2 separate regions of the Salmo salar genome follow, and region 2 is linked to region 1. The links are chromatin contacts, called in public Hi-C maps. All regions are on one chromosome and are shown on one strand. Each heading gives the region's core, a stretch centred on a gene start, on an enhancer-like site or on the middle of the called end of the contact. The rest is flanking DNA. Distances are from core to core; before and after follow the strand shown.

Evidence for each region. A called contact is a pair of places that touch in the nucleus more often than the background predicts.
Region 2: a Hi-C map of gill shows a contact between it and region 1, with 2.4 times the contacts expected there. The contact joins the enhancer-like site here to the promoter of LOC106611977 in region 1. A contact is called at or near these places in 3 of 3 Hi-C or Micro-C datasets (blood, gill and muscle).

What each region holds. Positions count from the first base shown.
Region 1 is chrssa09:78,253,304-78,256,311 of Ssal_v3.1, forward strand. It overlaps LOC106611977 (casein kinase I), which reads left to right and starts at 1,381. Exons shown (of 11, transcript XM_014212709.2): 1 at 1,381-2,118; 2 at 2,553-2,659. The coding sequence starts at 1,996.
Region 2 is chrssa09:78,295,611-78,298,370 of Ssal_v3.1, forward strand. It overlaps LOC123744795 (tetra-peptide repeat homeobox protein 1-like), which reads right to left. Exons shown (of 3, transcript XM_045724980.1): 3 at 1-615. Among protein-coding and RNA genes, the nearest start is that of LOC123744795, 9.1 kb to the right of the region's middle. Within about 2 kb of position 1,306, at least 10 of the 13 cell types and tissues checked have an H3K27ac peak or open chromatin away from gene starts, as enhancers often do. A contact at or near this core is called in gill and muscle, where this site is marked.

The sequences.
Region 1 (3,008 bases), core at 131-2,630:
TGACAGAATCTCAATTTAATCAATTTGAAATTCAGGCTGTAACACAACAAAATGTGAAAAAAGTAAAGTGGTGTGAATAGGACCTACTTTCTGAAGGCATTGTACATATCTACAGTACCTCAACTACCTCGTACCCCTGCACATCGATTCGGCACTGGTACCCCGTGTATATAGCCAAGTTATTGTTACTCATTGTGTATTTATTCTTCGTGTTATTATTTGTCTATTTTTCTATGATTTCTCTTTTTTTCTCTCTGCATGGTAGGGAAAGGCCCATAAGTAAGCATTTCACTGTTAGTCTACACCTGTTGTTTATGAAGCATGTGACACATTTGATTTGATTGATTTTACTTACTATCACGTAACTATAATGACTTAGTATCGCACTATTACGACTTACTATCTCATAATAATGACTTACGATCTTATAATTATGACTTACTATCTCATATGACTTACTATCTCATAATTATGACATGGTATTTCATTATTATGACTTACATATCTCATAATTATGACTTCGAATCTCATTATTATCACTCTATCATAAATATGACTTACAATCTCATAATTATGACTTACTATCTCATAATTGTGATTTACTATTGCATAACTCCTAGACAGATTTGTTTGGGGGGGGACAGCTTCCATAGGTTTCACTTCTTTAAATACCTTATTGTTTTCTAGCTGTGCTCTTGACGAGAAATAATATTACCAACACAAATGACTGTTCTTTGTTTAACTTCCTCAATGGCACCAGAATGCTATAACTTATGTGATTAGCTGATATGTAAAATACCTATCCAGGCGTTGCAAGATATGGTATGCGTCAGCAATGTCTGAGCAGGAGAATACAACCTAATAAGTGTTAAGAGGGAGGATAATGTCAAACAGGCTAGGATTTGTTTCACTAAAAAGATCGGAGTCAGTGAGGCAATAGATGGCATCAGTGAACCGTTGAAACACTGGTGACACTTATTACAATGACGCTGTCAATATAGTAGCCTATGTAGAAACAACTGTCACCAAAATTAAACCGAGATCCGTTAAAAATGTGTTATTTAATGCCAAGTCCCAACGCATAGGCTTTGGCTATATGATCCATGGCATAACATTCGCTTAGATTTGAAATGTGTCCCGAACATTAGATGAAAAGGTAGAGTGCGGCTTTTGATCTGAAAACATCAGTGGAAAGTACTTGATATCTTGCACACTAATTACAATGCATACATTGAACGTTGTAACATGCTAAAATGTTTCTTTATTTTCCTCACGCGCACTTACTAGGCAAGGCTCTCTTTCGTAAGCGCAAATTCAAAACGTCACAAGGCGTCCTCTGCGCTCGCGCCCCCCAGTGTTCCTCGCGCCCGCCTGCGCCTTGTTCTGAAGCTAAGCTAGCTAGGTAATCACCTCGAGACGGACGGTGGATTCTTGTGGAGTAGTGACAAGAAAATGGCGGAGTGAGTGGGTTGCGCTTTGAAGGAAAGCAGCGACCCTAGGTTTCCGTAAAATTGAATACGAACAAAGGAGAATCACATAAAAGCTGTAACTTTCATCGAAAATTTTACAAACAAGAACAATATTGCCCCTCTCGCGGAGGTGGTACAAACAGATTATCGAACGGGGTTTCGCAGTACCACTGGTGTCATTTCGATAGCTCGACGCTAGCGGGCTAGCGACGAGGCACTCTGGGCGACGGACAAACACGGCACATTAGAAGTGTTTTCAGAATAATTGTTTGGCCTTTTTCGTGATATGTGTTGGGTTTATTTTGTATGTTTTTTTTTACTACCTAGTTAGTGAATAACGCATGAAAATAAACAAAGTCTATCCTAGTTCGCTAACATCATTGTTTCAAGTACATAGCCCACGACCAACCAGGATTGTATGTTCACGATATGTTCTGATAACGAGCTGGCCGAGTAGGGGAACCGACGGAGCAGTCCCAGAGAATACTATTTTAAACTGATTGGGGTTGCTCGTGATTTTGAGGATATGGCAAGTAGCAGCGGCTCAAAAGCCGAATTCATTGTCGGGGGAAAATACAAACTTGTCAGAAAAATTGGATCTGGATCATTTGGTGACATATACCTGGCGATCAACATCACAAATGGAGAGGTAATAAACATTAAACTAGTGCGTAACTAATTGTTCGCTGTGTTAACCAACAGTCAAGCCGACTCCGAGATTGAATAGAAGATTGCTTAGTTAGCCTTCCTAACGTTAGCTAGCTAAGTTAGCTGAAATGTTGGCCAACGATGTTCAATGAATACCCAGCTAACATTAGCCTAGCTAGGTAACTGTCATCTAAGATACTTGTCGATATTGGCCACACTAAAACATGTAACGAACTACATAACGTTCGTTTCTTAGAAATAACACGGTTGTTGTACCTAGTTAGTAAATAACGATTGAATTGATGCATCTTAAACTAAAGTACCTAGTTAACGTTAATAACTAAACGTTGCCTTGCTAACGTGGCTAGTCTAAAGTATGTTACTAACTAGGTGGACTACTACGTTTGCTAACTTACTGATCATTTTGTTTTACAGGAGGTAGCTGTAAAATTGGAATCTCAGAAAGCCAGACACCCACAGTTGTTATATGAAAGCAAGCTGTACAAAATATTACAAGGAGGAGTTGGAATCCCACACATAAGGTAATATACATTTTCATTATTTTGGACAGTTTAATATCGGAGATGTATGTGGAGAGACGTCATAGCTAATTGTACAATATTTGTACAGTTACATTTCTCATGCAAACATGTCTAGTTTAGTTCCATATGCCAGCTGTAGTTGGTAAGTTAAGCTAGTTAGCTGGCATTAGTTAGCTTTAATCGCCATGGCTTCATGATTTTCCTTGGTCTTTGCTTATGAAAACGTTCCACATACATTGACTTTTAACGTTAATATTATTCGAATGACCAATCCTTCATGAGCCATGTAGATTTTCACCAAATGTGTTCACTGTTATAGTTTTAACATGAAAAAAAATCAGTGTGCTGG
Region 2 (2,760 bases), core at 56-2,555, 42 kb after region 1:
AGGGATGGGAGTTGACCCGGGGCGAGGGATGGGAGTTGACCCAGGGCGAGGAAAAGGAGTTGACCCGGGATGGGAGTTGACCCGGGATGGGAGTTGAACCGGGGTGTGGGATGGGAGTTGACCCGGGATGTGGGATGGGAGTTGACCCGGGTGGGATGGGAGTTGAACCGGGATGTGGGATGGGAGTTGACCCGGGATGAGGGATGGGAGTTGACCCAGGGTGAGGGATGGGAGTTGACCCAGGGTGAGGGATGGGAGTTGACCCGGGATGGGGGTTGACCCGGGATGGGGGATGGGAGTTGACCCAGGGGATGGGAGTTGACCCAGGGTGAGGGATGGGAGTTGACCCAGGGTGAGGGATGGGAGTTGACCCAGGGTGAGGGATGGGAGTTGACCCAGGGTGAGGGATGGGAGTTGACCCAGGGTGAGGGATGGGAGTTGACCCAGGGTGAGGGATGGGAGTTGACCCAGGGTGAGGGATGGGAGTTGACCCAGGGTGAGGGATGGGAGTTGACCCAGGGTGAGGGATGGGAGTTGACCCAGGGTGAGGGATGGGAGTTGACCCAGAATGTGGGGATGGGAGTTGACCCAGGATGAGAAATGGGAGTTGTGATACTCACAGTGACACACCAGACTCTACATGAAAGCATTCTTATTAACATTTCTAAGAAGTGACATCATCTGTCTATCACAGCTATGATTTCTGACCTCTGAGAAAGATTATGTTGATGTAACTGTGGCAGACTGCATGTGATACTCACCTATGGGATACAGTGCATGTCCTGCTCTTTAGTTCAGTATGTCCCGGCAGACCTCTGCTGTTTACCCCACATTGAAATATAATAGATATATAAGAGAACAGTTCAACACTAGTTCCAGCAGACAGACAGCAGACTCACAAGACTTCACACAGACACACACAGGAACTGGACATAACAGTATTGGCTCATGAATAGCGGTGTCTAATTTTGGCATGGCCTGTAGAGATACTGACTAGCTTAGTGACGATGACCTACACAGAGCCATGCTCTATGTTGTTCTCACAGACAAGAGTCAAAACTAAGTCTCCAAAAGCTACTATGATGAGTTTTTTTTTAGGAGTACAATAAATCTCCTGTAATCTAACTGAAGGAGTTTTCAGTTTAGTCCAAAGAGGGAAAGCAAAACCAAAAAGAGGTGAAGAAAATAAAGAAGAAACAAGGGGAGAATTCCAGAGCATTTTGGAGCTCTCCCAAGACGAAAGAGCTCTAGGTTGTCTCAACCCCCTCTTCTGGAGCCTCCCTCTGCCCTTATAAGGAATTCTGAGCCGGAAAATGTAGCTGTACTTTCGATAAGCATTCACTCTTGCAGGGAGGCAGATAGTTTGTCTCTGCTCTCAACGTGCATGCCCCTCCTCCACCTCTCCCTCTTGCTCCCTGGCTGTCTTGTTGGCTGGCTGCATACATTCCCTTTTCTAGTCACAGAATGCTGCTGACTGACATAAAAGGGAAAAGGGCGCGAAGGTGAAGGAGAAGTCAGAAAAACTCAAGAGCAGTCACAAAGAAGGGCTGCCGTGTTGTCTAAATAACGTGCTGGGAGTCTACCAGAGACTAAAGTGAGGTGTTGCAGCAGCCAGGGTCATTTGGAAACATTTCTAAAAACATTATTCCACTTTGGCATTAAGGGGTATTGTGTGTAGGCCAGGGACACAAAATCTCAATTTAATCCATTTTAAATTCAGGCTGCATAACACACAACATGTGGAAAAAGTCAAGGGGTGCGTGTGAATACTTTCTGAATGCACTGTATATACAGGTCTCATCCAGGACCCCGGATGTCTTACCCAAACAGATATCTACAGGCTGAGAAAACATTATTAACAAACACAACACTCTCCCATGCTCTGTGTCTAATGATACTGATATACCACAGACACTGTTAATGACCAACACAAAACAAACATCACATTCTGTATTCATTTCCTGTTTCCCATGCTCCTTGTTAAAAACATTTTACTATTATACTGTAAACCCAAAGCTATTTCTAACTCAAATACTTCTAGTAAGTTGAACTCAAAGTCACTATTACTTACATGTTTATGTGATACTGACTCAAAACTAAATGAGAAGTCACACCAACTAAATAAAAAAAAAAAAGTTAGGATAACGAATGACATTTTTCCCTGTATACTCTACTGCAGGTAGATTCTTTGGAAAGAATATATACTGTATATCTGTGTTTTTGCATGTACATTGAGTGATTTATTTATCTTTGGGTAGCATAAGATCAATCACATACATTTTTAAACTAATCCAATCATTTAGTTAGAATTGTTGAAACTGTTATTGAAATGGTTATTCCAGTTTAAATGGCTTAGGTAGTCTCCTCCCACGGTTCCTGGCCCTGGCAGACATTATGAATGCAGGTTGCTGGTGAATACAAATTTAAACTGTTGGATATCCTAACTCTGGAAGGATTCCAATAGGAATTACACATCACTTTGCAAGCCAGAATAATGTGACTTGCAGGTAGGGTTGCAAAAATCTGTTACATTTCCCAGGTTTTCCAGAAATCGCGGTAGTAAGATTCCTGGAAATCCTTCAACTAGGATTTTTTGAAAATCTGGGAATTTTGGGAAAGTTACTGGAATTTTGCAACCCTACTTGCAGACCTGATGTGGTCCGCAAACCATGAGATTCTAACCACTGTATTTGAGTAAAGCTAGGCCTCAAAATAAGACTTAATGAGATATGTAATGTATTGTCATAAAGAGTTTAATTA